Regions from separate parts of the Arachis hypogaea genome. Here region 2 is linked to region 1. Evidence: chromatin contacts called from public Hi-C data. All regions are on one chromosome and are shown on one strand. Each heading gives the region's core, a stretch centred on a gene start, on an enhancer-like site or on the middle of the called end of the contact. The rest is flanking DNA. Distances are from core to core; before and after follow the strand shown. Region 1 holds the start of LOC112789963 (exosome complex component RRP41-like). Region 2 holds the start of LOC112789968 (putative beta-glucosidase 41).

Region 1 (4,737 bases), core at 802-3,301:
GTGCGCCAGACTTAGAGAAGTAATGCATAATTTCATTTTCTGTTTAGTCAATTTGTAATACAAGAAATCTCTCATTTTTCAGTTTTCAAATTCTGCTTCTCTTCCACTTTTCTGTTTTCCTTCTTTCTTTCTTTTCAATTCTGTTAGAAAGCTTTCATGGTATCAAGAGCTTAAAGCTAAAGATCCATGGCTTCCTCCAATGATGATTCTGACAATTCAATTGTCAATAACAATCTCTCTACCAACACTCAACCCAACATTCTTACATCAATTCCTGCGAATTTCTTTTAACAAAGACCCTTCAATCCAATTGGAGACAAACTTGGAGAAAACGATCACAAGACATGGCAGCAACAAGTAATTTTTGCAATCAAAGATCAGAATCTTGAAAACAATTGAATGACACAAGACCCTTTTTTTCATTTCTTTTACATAGCCACTGCCTTTACAACTTTCATCTTGGGTATCACCATTGCTCAGTTGTTTAAATGTTATCATTCAAAGTTTGCATATCATTTGAGTGCATTTCTAATCTTTCTGTTCTTGCTTGTCCTGCCTCTCTGCTGCCATAAGAGAGGATCTATTCTTATGGAAACTTGCTGAGAGTGAGAATCTCAATGTCATCATTGAGAATCAAGAGAACTATAATAATAACAACAATAATAAGAATAAGGCAGAGCCAGCATCATCAACAACAATGTATGCTTGTTTAAAAAGCATATTGAATAAGCCTGAAAGAGGAGAAGACCACACAATCTTACAAGCACTTTTAAGTGTTGACATGTTTCTGATATTCTTTGTTTCAGCATGTGGGCTTGGTGCTACTTTGGCAGCAATTGACAACCTTGGACAGCTTGGTGAATCTTTAGGGTACTCAAAGATTAAAACTCAGTATTTTGTATCTCTAGTAAGTGTATGGAACTTCTTTGAGAGATTTTTTTCTGGTTTTGCATCTGAGGCATTGTTAGGACTATACAAGTTACCAAGGCCATGGTTGGTAACAATTTCTCTATTCATCTCAGTATTTGGTCATGTGGCAATTGTGCTTCACAATGACAATGGACTATTGGACTATACATAGCAAGTTTCATAATTGGATTCTGCTTTGGTGCTCAAATTCCATTGATTTCAGTCACAATATCTGAGATTTTTGGCCTGAAATACTATGGTGCATTGCTGAATTATTGGCACCTAGGGAGCCCTATATGTTCTTATCTGATGAATGTTTTGGTTGGTGGGGCTTTATATGATGCAGAGGCTAAGAACCAACTCAAAAAAATTGATCATAGTGTTAGTTTGAATGAGGAGGTGGCAGAATTAGTATGCATTGGAATGAATTGTTATATTTTCACTTCTGTCATTTTTGCTACTATCATACTCTTTGGTGCTTTTGCTTCACTTGTTTTGGTGAAGAGAACAAGTGAGATCTATTAGGAAGATATATAAGAAGTTGAGAGAGAATCATAAACAAGACCTTGTATAGTTGTAGAATTTGTATTCTCATGGTAGCTAGCTTAGGTAGTTTGTATGTATGTATTTAGAACCTAGCTAGGAGTAAATTTCCATGAATATGCTACAACTTGGTTTTGTTGTGCTATCAAGATATCAAGATTCTTATGTTCATACAAATACAATTCCATGAACAAAGACAACAGATGGTAAAAGATTATGAAAATAACTTTTTTCTCCTTATTTTGATAGGTGTTCATACCCTGGCCCAATAACAAAGGTCCAGGCCCAAATAAAAGGCCTAGTCCAAAGGATTAAGCCTAGCTAAGTACCGGCCTTCACATAAGAAGTCGGTATCAACCACGACTTACTTTAAAGAAGTCGGGCATGAGATTAGCTGGCAGATAAACACTCATTCAAATGAGTAACCGCCCCTAAAATCTCTCTAACCGCTCCATAAAGCCATATCTTAACCTCCCTAAGATAATGGGACGGTTAACACCCTAAAGATACGGCACTACTCCAACGGTGGTTATTGGCTCACCACTATAAATACACTGACACCCCTCAGGTATCTCTAAGCCCAATACTCTCTAGACCTGCTCACACTCTTGCTAACTTAGGCATCGGAGTGTCTTTGCAGGTACCACCCCCCATTCACTCACGAGCACAAGTCGGACGGAGTCTCCCGAGTTGCACACTCACACGGAAACCTCCTCCTTCACACATACGGGCCAGCCAGCGCTATCCATTCAGACAATCTCTGGTTACCCACAGTAACAATAGGTATTAGAACTATAAAAAATATTTTTTTGTGTTTTATAGAGTTTAATTTTAATGCATTATCAGTATAAAATATTTTATATATTCATCTAATAACATTTATTTTTTATGATTATTCACACTATCAGTATAAAATTTAATTATTTTTACCTATATAACATTACATAATTTAATATATTTGTAAAATTATTTTACATTAACAGTATATTAAAAATTAAACGATACATTTTTTTAAAATTTTTTATAGTATAAAAGATAAATTTGTTTTATCTTTTCTTACTCTTATCAATTAGTTTTTAAACTAAAAATAATATATATATATATATATATATGTATATATATCATTCGTCTAAAGACTATATTATGAGAATACAATGAATACATATTGCTACATTATTCATTAAAAAAAACTAAAAAATATTTATGGGTTCGAAGTTGAATTTAATACTTAAATAGTCATTTGACTCATTTTTGCTTTTTGTCATAATTCTTAAAACCGGTCCGATGGGTGCTCCAAAAACGACGGCGTTTTATAATTAAAAAAAAAAGAATTTTAGTAACCCACTCTCACCTGAGAGAACTGAGAAGACTAGTAGCCCTAGCAGTAGCAGCAGCCATTCACCCCCACCTTCTCCATCACCGAACTGCTCACGTCGGCCATAGGGTCCCGTCGACGCCGGTGTCGTCAGAGAACCCTCACGTCGCCACCAAGCTCCCACCGCATCTGCTCTGTCGCGCTCCTCTTCCCTCTGTTGGCTGATTTTTTTACCTTTTTTCAATTTTGTGAAAAAAGAAACGGAAAAGGCAAAAGGGAAAAAGAAACAAAACAACACACAGTTTGTGTGCGTGTTTTTGTGTTCTGACTTTTCACTGCACTGGTCACCGCCGTTTGGAGACAATGGCCGGCAAAGCCGGAAGCGCTCCGGCGACGTACTCGCCGTCTCCGACTACTCAGAAGAAGAAAACTTCCCTTTTCCAAGAAGACTGGGTCCGACCTGATGGCCGCGGCTTCCACCAGTGCAGACCTGCTTGTAACCCCTGCCACCTTCCATTTCCGTTTATTTTTTTAATTATTATTATTATTTCAATCCAAACCTTAGTCTTTGAGAACATGTTTCGGTAATAATCTTTTGTTTTTCTTCATTAGGTGTAACTGAAAATGTTTAATGATATTCCTTTACAATGGATACATGCTGAATTGTAAGGTGTATTGTATTGTATTATATTGTATTGTGTGTTATGTTGAATAATTGAAGTGTTGATCATGGTATGATTAAAGTGAACATTACATTATCATAAAGAATGGTGTGTGCTGGTAGTGGAGCAGAAACAATTTGTAAATAAATATATGAGATGCACTCACTTGAGCTTATGGTAAACTACTTAACTGCCAATGTAGACTTCTGAGTTTTTGGAAATTTGAAATTTGATAATGTATGTCTCTTCAGAATCTTTTGCTTGGTTTTCATCTTTTCGATATCTCATTTGAAGCATTGTTTAACGGGCATCGGATGATTAATGTAGCTGATTCCCCCTAATGGGAAAATGCTTGCATGTTGCAGTTTTCAGGACTGGTGCTGTGAATGCTGCATCAGGATCAGCCTATGCAGAATTTGGAAATACCAAGGTCATTGTAGCTGTGTGAGTAATTCTCTTAATTGGATTGTGTTAATTACTAAATCAGCTGGCTGTGGTGTGTTTTTCCGCAGCTCTTGTTTGTTCCTTCATGTAACATGGATTTATTATTTGCATTTTGCTCTTCAGATTCGGGCCTAGAGAGAGCAAGAAGGCAATGATGTACAGTGATATAGGGCGTTTAAATTGCAATGTTAGCTATACAACGTTTGCAAGTCCAGTTCGTGGACAGGTATTTTAAAAAAATTATAGGAATTTGTTTTTCCCTTTGTTGCATATATTGCTATTAAGCATTTAATATCTTAAATCTCACAAAGTTAGGGTTCAGATCACAAAGAATACACTGCAATGCTTCATAAAGCTTTGGAGGGTGCAATAATATTAGAATCTTTCCCCAAGACCACTGTGGATGTTTTTGCTTTGGTGTTGGAATCTGGCGGCGGTAAGCTTTCATTTCATAATGTATTTCTGTTTGCTTGATAAGAGATGTTGTGTTCAATGGTTAGAAATTAAGGATGATGATTTTCTGAATAAGTTACCTAAAAGCAATATAAAAATGAAGTTACGTTAATTGTTCTTTCAGAACCAAGGTTTGAATTTCACTACCAGAGGCCAAAATATGTCAGATGCCTAAGAAGGATTAGCTTAGCCCCACACTTAAGTGTGGAGACACCTTGTGACTTGTGTGGGAAAAGATGTCATTTCTTATAGTTGAACCACTTTTTTCAATCAGAAGCTCTTCTGTGTGAGGCCTTAATTACTCAAGTAGATATGGGAATTGATGGCATATGCCTACTATACTGTCTTCCATAGTGATTAATGTAGTGCAAGTTTTCTTCAATTAAGACTGCTGTGTGCATATGGTTACCA
Region 2 (4,737 bases), core at 1,165-3,664, 260 kb before region 1:
GCATTTGGTAACAATGATAGGCAGCAGCATGAGATAGAAGAATGTTGTGAGCAACAATGTATGGTTCAGTTGATGATTTTCCCTTCTTACATATAAGATGGCCCAAAAGCGAACACCTTCCAGGTGCTTGAATGCCTAAATCGTACCCATGGAGTGCGAAATTATGCGGTTCGTTGAAAGTAATCCAATGCTTAACTCTGTCACCAAAAGCTTCAAAGCAGGTATAGGCATAATGCTCAAAATCTTTTCTGCGACATAAATAGAGGTCATTATAAAGCTCAGTTTGTTTGGATACCAAGTCAACTCACAATTATCTACGAAGAATCGATGCATCATATCGTATAACATATGGTAAATGGTAATGTACAAAATTTTTTAACTTAGATAATGGATTAACTTACATTACTTGTGTGCTAATCCATCCTTCATATTGATCTTCAAGCATCTGTGGAAGATCCCAATGATATAGAGTTACAAAAGGCTGGATTCCTGATTTGAGAAAAGAGCTAAAATTTAAATTAATTTTTTTTCCTTTGGGCTGTATTTAAGATAAAATTCCTGTTGAAATTCTTGTTTAACCTTTCTTCAGCAAAGCATCAATGAAGCTGTTATAATATTTTATTCCCTCTGCATTTGGTTCCCCTGATCCATCTGTTGAGTTATTAACATGTAAAGTTAGCATTAAATTTAAGAAATTTATTTAAAACAACAATAACAAAGCCTTGTGTTACTAAATAAGGTAGGCTCAATTTATTTAAAAAATATTTTTTAAAAAATTATAATACTTCTGCTTACTTGGGAAAATTCTTGACCAAGATATGGAAAATCTGTAAGAGTCCATTCCCAAATCCTTCATCAAGTCAATATCATCCTGTATAATATAGAATTTTACAAGTGCTTCAGTTGATATTATAAGTAAACTATATGAAATATCTTTAAAATAACTACATGCCAAAATTGAACTCACATCATCATTATGGTTTATAGTAGAAGATTGGTATCAAATATTAAAACAATAACGTAACTTGTGCATAACAATTTAATAATGAGGATAGTTATTCTACACTTCCTTATACTTAATTTTTAGTTGAATTTTTATAATTTAAAAGTCTATAATCAAGTTTCAATATTGTATAATCATATGTATTTCTCTTGATATTCAACTAATATTACATTTTATAAAATATAATACCAATATTTCATTCAAGAAGGCCAATATTACTTGGAGAAAGAGAAAATAACAGAGGAAAATTATAAAGAATATCACCAAATTGGGAATGATGATAGTGAAAGGTGTGAAAGGCTCTCCTTTGTAACTCTCTACACGTATGTTAGAATATTATGGCATGTGTCACCTATACACATTCGATTTTCCATCTAGCCCGAATTTGGTGAAACGTTATAATCGTTAAGAAAAAAAAGTAATATATATTATTAGTATGGTGGTGGTCTCACTCTGAATTGTTTATCATACCACATTCTAATAATGATTCTAACCCGAGAATTTCTTTCAGAATATTTGCATAATTTCCCACATGCAATTTAATTGAAGGAGCAAGTAATTAATCTGAATAAAGTGAAAGCTGAAGTCAACAAATTAATTAAACTAAATGTATGTTCCAAAGTTTCACCTGAAATCGGTGATATTGATCCACAGCCGTGTCTGCATTACTGAAGTCCAATATTCTTCCTATAATAATAATAATAATAATAATAATAATAATAATCAGAACTTTGAAACCCAGAAATCATATATATAAGCATATAATTAATGTATGTATGACATTATTATGATCAAAATACATGTATATATATTCTGTATACCTGGAATTCTTGAGAAGGTATCCCATATGCTATCTCCTTTGTTTCCTTCATCTACAGCTCCTTCAAACTATAACACCTTAATTCTTAGCTTTTGTTTTATACATTGACACTAAAAAAGAGCAGTACGGTTCACAAATTACATAATAGTGGAATGAAACACATACATACCTGGAAAGCTGAAGAAGCAGTTCCAAAAATAAACCCATCTGGAAAATCTGTTCTGCTTATTGATTCTACCTTCACAGAGAGCTGTGCTATCAGGCACACAAACATACCAATCATAATAATAATAATCTTCATGTGGCTTTATTATTATTATGCGGTGAGAAGTTCAAATGTTTCTTTCTTTCTGTAATTGGTTACGGGTCTTTGTTGTTTGAATGAAGCTATATACATATTGCTTTGTTTCAAATACAGCGAAAAAAAAAAAGAGCGCTATCTGCTGTAAAAATTAAATTAGTGCTATATATACATATGGCTGAGCATGAAATAGCCAAATAGAAGGTGTGTTTTCTTTAGGAACTAGCACGTGTTGGGAGAACACGGATAACGAATTCCGAATTTCTTTTGTGTTTTTCTTATTTCAACTTTCCAGATGAGATACTTATATATAAATCCGGTTTCGCTAAAGAATTCATTAAGGTGAAGCCAATTCCAACCAATTAGTTAAAAAATAGGTCTATTATAAAAATAAAATATATTCTTACTTGACGTTATATTACTTTATTATGACCATATATTAAGAGTAGATCTTCTCTAATAAAAAAAAAAATTAGATGGTATCTAGTATTTAATTTAATTTTTTATTGTTCTTTTTTTATATTTAATTTTAGTTTCACTTATAGAATTAAAAGTAAAAGATCACACTTTATTCTTTCAAGTGTTTTTTCTACTGAAAAGGATCCATTTTCCCATATATTATGATTTAATTAAGAACAGAATGATATTTTAATTTAGAAGAGTGTTAGAAAGTCAGTAAAATTTGTGATATTTAGTCATTAATTAGTCATCATCAATATTTTTAATAGTGTGAGATGACATCTAATGGTATAGAATTAATCATTTTTCTTTTGATGATTAAGTGCTGGTCCCCTAGACTTTTTTTAATTTAAAAAATTTGACCAATTTACAAATAAATTTCAATATATCACCTGATTTTTTTACTATATTTTATAATAAACTATAAAAATGTTAAATCATAGTAATAAATATCATAAAAAAATTTAAGAATATATATTAATTTTAATAAAATAATTGAGATTAAACTTAGAGTAAATAGACAAAAAATATAGACAAAATAATATAAAGAATATAAAAATATATCCAAACAATTTTAAATAAAAATGCTATGAAAATATAAAAAATCACTCAATAAATCAGTTACTTTATATTTGTACATAAATATGCATTAATTTATTTTTAATATATATTTTAAATTTTAATATATATTTTATATTAATAATTAATTTGATGATTAATATACATGACATAATTAAATTTTAAAATAGTCTCGTACACTCTAAATTTGGGCAAGTCAAAACCGCTATGGCTATGTATGGCAAGGACAATTTTAATTTGACTCGTAAAATCAATTTTTGGGATCTATTGAATTATTTTCTAATATTTAGAGTACGGTTTATCTTCTCGTATGTACCTTTTTTCAATTTACTCTTAAATTTATCCTCCAACTCTTATTTGTGGAAAACAAAAAACAAAAAACAAAAAACAAAAAACATAGAATTGAACCACCTAGAGAATTGAATTGACATGCCATGGCACTTTTCGATAAGCATGATATTTTTCTACATTGTCCTTGTTGGAGGAACAATTGGATAAGTGTGTGTGAGAGTGAAGGGATGTGCAAAAAAGAGGCGCAATAGAAAATTCCAAAAGAAGAGGAAACTTGGAACATGAGGAAACTGGCGCAAGTGTACGTCAACGTCAGTTACTGGTTAGTTAAGGTTGCGGGCAAGACACCATTTCGTGTTGTATTCTGAATAATGCCCACTCTTTCAAGGGAGCTTTTCCCCTTTTTATACTACACCTTTGCTTCATTGCTTTTATTTAGAAACAAAACTCTCACTAATTTTCTTTTTCAATATAAACATTATTTAGTAAATTTTATGTTTTTCTTTTTGCTTTTTCGTTTCTCTTGTTAGTTTTCTAGTTGAATCTAATAAACTAAGAGATAATATAAAATTTTATGATTTATTCTCTTTTTACATCTGTGTTTATTAGACGAGTATAAATTATTGTCGTATCATTTGTATAAAATTAGATAATACTATATAAACGAAAATTCAAGTGTTTATATCTTGGACACAAGAATTTTGTTATTTTGCACCTGCATCCCATGTGAGATGAGAAAATAAATGGTATGATAAAACTATGAGGTGAAGTGCATCTGTGCATGTGCAAATAATACAATTTTACATAAGTCATAAGTGTCTCAGACGGAGAGTTTATCCATATTTAACTAAGATTCATATAGTATTGTTTATGAAAGTATAAAACTATTCACAAATAAAAAAATATATTACTAACAATAATAATTTGTCTGAAAAATAAAAATTTGTCAAATAAACTTAAAGAAACTAGATTTGTCTAATAAAATTATCCAAAATAGTAAGTAATCTTATAATGATCTTTCTTAAGTAATTTTTCTAAAGTTTAGAGTTTTATTATATTAGTAATTTTGTCAGCCATTTAAATTTTCAGAAATTATTTTTTATATGGAAATAGAGATGATATTTTTGTTGAATATTGATATTTGAAGTGTATTACAGTATTGTAGAAGTTATTCAACACGTCATCCACATGTTTTAACACGTCCCACGTGTTAGTCAAGATGTTGCCACGTGTGCAATACACCCCCACGTATTGATGTTACCACGTGTCCAACATGTCTCCACG

What was found. A called contact is a pair of places that touch in the nucleus more often than the background predicts.
Region 2: a Hi-C map of leaf shows a contact between it and region 1, with 3 times the contacts expected there. The contact joins the promoter of LOC112789968 here to the promoter of LOC112789963 in region 1. A contact is called at or near these places in 2 of 8 Hi-C or Micro-C datasets (both in leaf).

Annotation. Positions count from the first base shown.
Region 1 is chr3:25,781,701-25,786,437 of arahy.Tifrunner.gnm2.J5K5, reverse strand. It overlaps LOC112789963 (exosome complex component RRP41-like), which reads left to right and starts at 2,051. Exons shown (of 9, transcript XM_072232647.1): 1 at 2,051-2,235; 2 at 2,782-3,263; 3 at 3,795-3,873; 4 at 3,997-4,099; 5 at 4,189-4,309. The coding sequence starts at 3,131.
Region 2 is chr3:26,039,317-26,044,053 of arahy.Tifrunner.gnm2.J5K5, reverse strand. LOC112789968 (putative beta-glucosidase 41) reads right to left here and starts at 2,414. Exons shown (of 13, transcript XM_025832167.3): 1 at 1,993-2,414; 2 at 1,825-1,891; 3 at 1,632-1,690; 4 at 796-871; 5 at 580-651; 6 at 402-489; 7 at 1-248. The coding sequence starts at 2,124.